Regions from separate parts of the Mus musculus genome. Here region 1 is linked to region 2. The links are chromatin contacts, called in public Hi-C maps. All regions are on one chromosome and are shown on one strand. Each heading gives the region's core, a stretch centred on a gene start, on an enhancer-like site or on the middle of the called end of the contact. The rest is flanking DNA. Distances are from core to core; before and after follow the strand shown. Region 1 holds the start of Pnrc1 (proline-rich nuclear receptor coactivator 1). Region 2 overlaps Mdn1 (midasin AAA ATPase 1).

Evidence for each region. A called contact is a pair of places that touch in the nucleus more often than the background predicts.
Region 1: a contact with region 2 is called in a Hi-C map of neutrophils, with 5 times the contacts expected there. The contact joins the promoter of Pnrc1 here to the enhancer-like site in region 2. A contact is called at or near these places in 1 of 484 Hi-C or Micro-C datasets (neutrophils) and 3 of 115 datasets of contacts at active chromatin or transcription factors (the SCID.adh cell line, large pre-B cells and pro-B cells).

What each region holds. Positions count from the first base shown.
Region 1 is chr4:33,247,016-33,250,642 of GRCm38.p6, reverse strand. It overlaps Pnrc1 (proline-rich nuclear receptor coactivator 1), which reads left to right and starts at 1,856. Exons shown (of 2, transcript NM_001033225.2): 1 at 1,856-2,695. The coding sequence starts at 2,246.
Region 2 is chr4:32,766,429-32,769,986 of GRCm38.p6, reverse strand. Mdn1 (midasin AAA ATPase 1) reads right to left here. Exons shown (of 102, transcript NM_001081392.1): 95 at 2,816-2,905; 96 at 1,930-2,045; 97 at 1,160-1,334. Among named protein-coding and RNA genes, the nearest start is that of Lyrm2, 32 kb to the left of the region's middle. Within about 2 kb of position 1,681, at least 70 of the 459 cell types and tissues checked have an H3K27ac peak or open chromatin away from gene starts, as enhancers often do. A contact at or near this core is called in the SCID.adh cell line and neutrophils, where this site is marked.

The DNA.
Region 1 (3,627 bases), core at 607-3,106, 480 kb before region 2:
GGGCCACAAGGAGAAAGGGGTTAGACAGCTTCAGAGGAAAGTGAACAATCCCAGAGTGCCCGGGAAAGCATTCCGGAGTCCAGAATCTGAAAGTAAAAGAGATGAAAAGGAAGTTACCAAAAGGTCATTTTTCTACTCTGGCAAGTGGTGGGTTCCAAACTTTGACTAGGAGATAGCTGTCTCTTGATGAGCCTCAACAGAGTCCCGATCAAGGGAACTGCATGCAACGACTACCACTTCAGAAGTGCTCACCCTGACATCATTTACAAGAAGGGCTGAAATCGCCCGGCTTGGTAGCGCATGCCTTTAATCCCAGCACTTGGGAGGCAGAGGCAGGCGGATTTTTGAGTTTGAGGCCAGCCTGGTCTACAAAGTGAGTTCCAGGACAGCCAGGGCTATACAGAGAAACCCTGTCTCAAAAAAAAAAAAAAAAAAAAAAGGTCTGAACTGAAATCAGGAATGGATATTCCTGACTTTCACCATCATCTGTTCACTATCAAAGAATCAATGTACTGGGAGTGGCTGTGTAGAAAGAAGTAAGATGTCAGGGCTCCCTTCTGGGATCTCTAGCCTGAGAACAAAGACATTCCCTACTGCTGGCCAAAGACAATGGAACTATTCCCTGCCTCTAACCTCCTAGCTCATTCCCATCTTCTGTTCTCCTCACAGTGTGTGTGTGTCTATGTGTGTGTGTGTGTGTGTGTGTGTGTGTAGTGGAAGCAGGTTTGCGGCAGAATGTGTTTGGAAGTCAGAGGGCCACTTTGTGGTTTTGGCTGTCTTTCATTTTTAGGTGGCTTACAGGGATGGGACTCAGGCTGCTAGGCTTATATAGCAAGCATTTTAATTACTCACTGATCCATCTAGATGCCCTGCTCTTTTTATTATGAGGCAGAGTCTCATTAAATTCCCTACACTAGAAATTTCCCATCCTCTACTTCTGCCTCTCCAGGAGCTAGTGTTACAGGTCTTGACCTTGCCATACCTAGACCAGAGTTCAGATTCTTCTGTTAATTTTTTAATGATTTGTGTCTAATTCTTTAGTCTCTTGTATGCCTTACTGTAAAATGATTAAAAAAAAATTATTGGACAATGGTGACATGGGCCTTTAATCCCAGCACTAGGGAGGCAGAGACTGGTGTATCTCTGTGTTCGAGGCCAGCCTGGTCTACAGATCGAGTACAGAGTACAGCCTGGGCTACACAAAGAGTAACGCCATCTCGAAGAAAGAAAAAAGAGGAAACTAAATAAATAAAGCCCCAATCATTAAAGAAGTATGTTTCAAACAAGATGAATTACAGAAATTGGTTCTGAGGTCCTATTTGGTAACTGGTGTCTACAGTTCTTTTCTGTATTAAACTGTGAGTAGAGAATTCTGTTAACCCAGTTAGCTAGCAACTGTAGCAGAGCTGTTTTCTCTGGGTGGGACAAAGGCCAATTGGTTGGCAGCAGCATCAAGTTTCAGGGGCAATGTGAGATCTCAAGAGACTCCCAGAGATCTTTAGCTATAAAGGCAGTAAAAAATTAAAGGCCCATTTTCGGCATTATAGAGTACTTCTGATGAGCTGAAGAATCCTTCAGTAAACCCTTTTTTATTTTCACCACCAGGGTTAATTGGCAGCGTCGGAAAACCGAATGAGAAACCACATAGCCAAATTTCACTGTAGGTTAAATGGAGGCAGATCTTCACCAGTGCTGTAAATCCTTAGTGAAATAAATCCTTAGTGTTCTCCGAAATCTCTTAAAATTTTTATGTAGGGCTGAAATCGAAAACCTACAAAGCAGTCCTTTCTGGAGGTCAGAAGCTTCCTAGTTCCTCCACCGCCTCTCTCCTCCTCCTCCCCTGCCCCACCCCCAGGCTACCCCAAAGGATCGCTGCCAGGGAGGTGAGGCAGAAGTCGAACTTCATTGTTCACGGGACACTCTCGGTAAGAGCCCGTTGGGCGCGCCTGCGCAACGTGCGCTCTTTGTGAAGGGCTGCAGCAGGCTGCTTGTTTGTGTCTTGCCTCGGGGCGCGGAGGCGGGACCGAGGGAGTGGCCTGGCAGGCGCACGCGGATTGGGCCGCCGCAGGGAGGTGGGCGGGCACGGGGCGGGGCCTCGGGTAACAACACTGGCCGCGGTGGCCAGCGCTATTTGTTGCTGCGCCGCCTCGCCCGAGTCATGGTCCTTGCTCCGAACCTTCCAGCAGCAGCCTCCGCCGCCGCCCCGTGACTCCTGCTCCCCGCCTTTCTGCCGAGTCCCCGCGCCATGACCGTCGTCTCCGTCCCACAGCGAGATCTCGCTCTGAGCGGCCGCTTAGCGCCGCTCGGGTTCCTCGGGGCCCTCCCGATGGTGAACCCGGCCCCGCCGCCCTTGCCGCGCCTTCCGGACCCGCGCGCGCTGCCACCCACCCTCTTCCTGCCGCACTTCCTCGGGGGGGACGGGCCGTGCCTGGCGCCCGCGCCTCGCACCACCGCGCCGTCCGGCTGCACCTTGGCCCCGGCGGCTGCCCCGCGGGCGGCGCCCAAGAAGCGGCGGAAGAAAAAGGTGCGGGCCAGCCCGGCCGGGCAGCTGCCCAGCCGCTTCCACCAGTTCCAGCAGCACCGGCCGAGCCTGGAGGGTGGTCGCAGCCCGGCGCCGGGGCCAATCGTCGCGCAGGAGGAGCGAGGTCTGGCGGCCACTGCCCTGCTCCACAGACAGCCCCCACTCGCGAAGGAGGTAGGGCCGGTGGGGGCGGGGCGGCTGTTTACTCGGGAGGGAAGTTTCCGTGACGCTCGCTCGAGTGGTGGGGCGGAAGCGGGAGGGGGGCTGGGCGGCTGCGCTGGCGCCGCCCATTGGCTCCGGAGCCAGCCAATGGGAGCGGCGGCTACGGCCCAGCAACAGCCTGCATTTAGAAGCTTGGCGGCGCTCCAGGGGGTTTCGGCGTTCGGGGCTCAGGGACCTGCGGAGGGCTGACGTCAGCCCGCTACGTGCAGCGCTCTGGGGCGCTCATGAAGGCGGTGCTGGGTGGGGGCGGAGGCGCAGGCGCAGGCGCGGTGCCCAGTGGGGCACCGGGCGGGCGGGACCCACGCACAGCCAGATCCGCTGAGTCGGACTGCTGTTGGGAAGTTGGCAGGAGTCTCCGTCTGATGCCCGACGCGAAGGTGTCCCGGGCCCTGTGCAGGCCGGCACGAGCTTGCCTCGCTGGAGGGGGCTTCTAAGCAGCGCCCTGAATGAGTTTTTAGAAGTTATAAAATGGACTCCTCGGTTAACGGATCTGGATAACTGGGATACAGTTTTGTCGAGGCTAAAGGATTTGAGAGTTGTCTTAGCATGAAAAACAAAAGCCGAAACCACCTTTTTCATACAGCTTGAAGAATTCTTTGTTGGTAGTGACACGAAAAGCAGCCATTGTACTGAAATTGTACTTGATCAAGATGTGCCCATGAAGAGGAATAAGAATTTAGATCCTGAAGTGGTTTTTTGTTTGGTTTGGTTTGGTTTTTAGTTTTTCAGACAGGCACTTGCATTAGCTTAGAACTCACTGTACATTGGAGAAGATTCTATTTTTCAGAGGCAGTTTTGAACGGGAAAGACAGTATGACCTTGTACTTGGGTCTCAGTTTTTGTGTCCTTACTATATCATGCAAGCATCAGAGGGGCAGTGATCT
Region 2 (3,558 bases), core at 432-2,931:
TAAAATTAAAAGAGCGTGAGCTAACTCTCATGTGGTAGAGTCAGACTAGAAAACTTGAGTTACAAATTTTATTACCAGAACTATTCCAATTTCTGATCTCCAGTCAACTTCACAAAGAACCTCAAGAGATTTAAAAGTCAAAGTAGTCAATTCTAAAGTTTTACACAGAGACAGAACATTAAAGACATGACAAATGAAAAACTGGACAAGATCTCTAATTAGCCTTTGTAAATGAGATAATTTTCTTAGATTTTTTCATTCCTCAGATCAAACCTCTGTCTTTAAACAAGTCTATCAGTATTATTAGGCTGTCTGTAGAAAAGACAAGGGAATGAATGCAATGAAAAACAAACAACCAACCCCCCAAACCAAAAAACAAAACCACAAACTTGGTTTTAAAAACAAATTCCTCTTCATTTTTTAATACTTTCCAATTTCTGGGTCAGAATTGATTTAAACAATTCTTTTATCATCTATATCAGTAAATCAACCCAACATAGTGCCCACATATGAGGGGCATGCTGAACTGTGAGAAAATTATAAGAAAATTTTTACTACCATTTGCATAAATGACAGCAGTTTTAGAACAAATTGGTTTAAAAAAAGCATTAACCTAGGTATTTTATATTTAATTTATATTTAATTTAGTCTTCATCACTGAGGTAAGTACTGTTATAATCCTCTTTTTTTTTTTTTTTAAAAGAAAGTGAAAGCCGGGTGTGGTGGCGTACACCTTTAATCCCAGCACTTGGGAGGCAGAGGCAGGTGGATTTCTGAGTTTGAGGCCAGCCTGGTCTACAAAATGAGTTTCAAGACAGCCAGGGCTATACAGAGAAACCCTGTCTCGAAAAAACAAAAAAAAAAAAAAAAAAAAAAAAAGTGAAACTGACAATAAATAAGCTGTCCAAAGTTATGGGGAGATGGAATGTGAACTGGACTCAGGGCGCATTCTAGCCTCTTCCAGGAGAGGTCAGCTGCTGGCTTATGCCAAATAAAAATCACTGTAAAAAAAAAAAAAAACCCAGCACCCCCTAGAAACCAGTTTCAGGAATGCCATGACATGCAATGTTAAACCCCCTTTCTGGATGGAGCCATCAATCCTTCCTGCCAGCTCTACTGAGCCAGCCCGAGGACCCGAGCCTGCTGCTTCTCCCCTTACCTGCTTGGTGTGGTTGTCTACCATGCTTGAGGAGTCATCGATAGCCAGACAAATCTGATACTGCCGTTTACTGGGCTTGGTCCTACGAAGCCAAATCCTGTCTTTTCGAAACTGACTGGCAATGTATGGAATGATCTTCCGCATGTTCAGTCGTTTCCCTGTTCGATAGTCTCCTCTGTTACAGGAACCAATGGGAGCAAAGATGAACACAGGCTCATGCCTCAGAATTTTAAGACAAAATCACATTATTAAAAACTTAATAATTAATTAAAAGCCAGGGTCAGGAAACTATTCCTGGCAAAATGATGACATCCAATGCAGACTGTAATTAGCACCTTCTGTCAGCCAGAGCACCTCAGATCTGACTGTAATAACTAAGCTTTTCCAGAATAGCTAAAACACATCTACAGAATTACAGAGTAATTTTTTCTGTATTAAATACACAAAGCCTCATATGCTTTCCCTTTTCTGTTCTCAACCACGACTCTGACCAAATCGTTGTGGTTCTGACCCTAGTTGAGTAACACGCCATAAGCACAGGAAACAGTACCACATCTGTGGCTGTTCCCACACAGCAGAATGTAAGCCACCTTCATGTAGTACTTCCTCATCTCACACACACGCGCGCGCGCGCACACACACACACACACACACACACACACACACACACACAGAGTTCCTACTTACAGCTAATGGGGGACCGTAGCAGACACAATAGTGCCCAGAGAGCAGAAACAGCAACCCAGAAGCCTCAAGCAGGGAAGACTTACCTTAGTTTGGCTGCCTGTGTAGGTTCTAGTAGGAGACGAAGCTGCTCACACAGCTGTTGTGAAAGAGATGCAGTTAAGACTAGGTAATTCTGCCACATCTCAGCTGCAGCCTTCTCCTAGGACAGCAAAATAGAAATTACTATTAGAATGCTGAAGCAGAAAAGAACTTGTACAAGCCTTCTCAGCAAAACACTTTAAAAGCTTTTCTCAGCAAGCAGCAATCCAACTAAATAAAATCCACTGCCCCCCCCCCCCAATTCCATAATATACAGTTGCAAGGGGCAGTTAACAATGGGAATTCACTCAACAGTTTGCTCCTGCCAGTTTAAGAACTGGACCTGATACTTTGCACAGCGGCATGGGAATGTGAACTCTGGGCAAAGCTCAAGTACCTGAGCGCGCTCATTAGTTTTCAAGAGGGAGAGTGACAGTGTACACAAATCCCCCTCAACAGCAGGGATCCACACACACAAAGGCTTCATACTGACTACAGCTGAGCACGAACACATGCGTGGTAGGGAGAACGGTAATAAACACAGAATATAGGCATGCATATACACCGTATATTTAGAGGTTAAATCATTAAAATACACTCCACATAGCCAGCAAGGACCTGAAGACCATTCAAGACTACAGAGCATGAACTTTTGCCTGGCTTCCTTACAAAGCCAGCTATACAAGTTAAAGGAACCAAGTATGTCTGTCTGTTTTAGTGAGACTCTAGATGTGGTGGCAGAATCAGTGCATATCCCGCTTAGGGAAAGTTCTCAGTATAGTCTCCATCAGCCTTTTACAAAGGGAACTGTGGCTAAGAACCTACTGACTTACAAAAACAGGCAAGTTATTTTGTGGAAAAGAAAAACAAACCCCAACAACTTTGACTTACTTCTTCTGCATTCCCATAGTCGTGCGCCTGCCATGTCTCCAGCTGCCTTTCCATCTCTTGTCTCAGCTCACTGATATCTTTTAAAATGGGCTAAGAAGGAAAAGCTATGTAAGTGGTGGCCCAGGTTGGAATCAATGACCTATCACTGGCTGCTGTCTGTGGCTGCAACCTTGTTGCAGTTGTACGCCTCAACTCACAGCTCAAGCAAATTTAAGGGTACAGTCAGATGATTCCATTTCTTGTTTTTGGGATCAACTGGATGAATGGAACTTTTATCACTTATAAAATATAGCCTAATTAAAAAACAAACCAAATCTCTTTTTTTGTGTGTATATGGATACACATATAGGAGACCAGAGGACAACAGACAGCCTCAGGGGTTTCTTTTCCACTTTCTGATAAGCCCCTAGCTCCACAAAGTCCAATTACCACAGAGCAAGGCTCAGTTAGTTACAAGGCTCCTCTGGTTGCTGGAGAGATGGTTAAGTAAGTGTATGTCTTACAAGTGTGACACAAATTCTAGCCTCAGAACCCAAGCAACAAAAGCCAGGCATGCTGATACACAGGGCTGAGGTAGACACAAGGATCACTGGAGCTGGCTGCTCAGCCTAAGCCTTCTTAGAAAATTGGAAAATTCTAGGACAATCAGACACCCAACTCAACAAAACAAACAAACAAAATACCACACACACAAACATACACGCACAGACACCAAAAACCAAACCAAAAACCCCACTAAAACA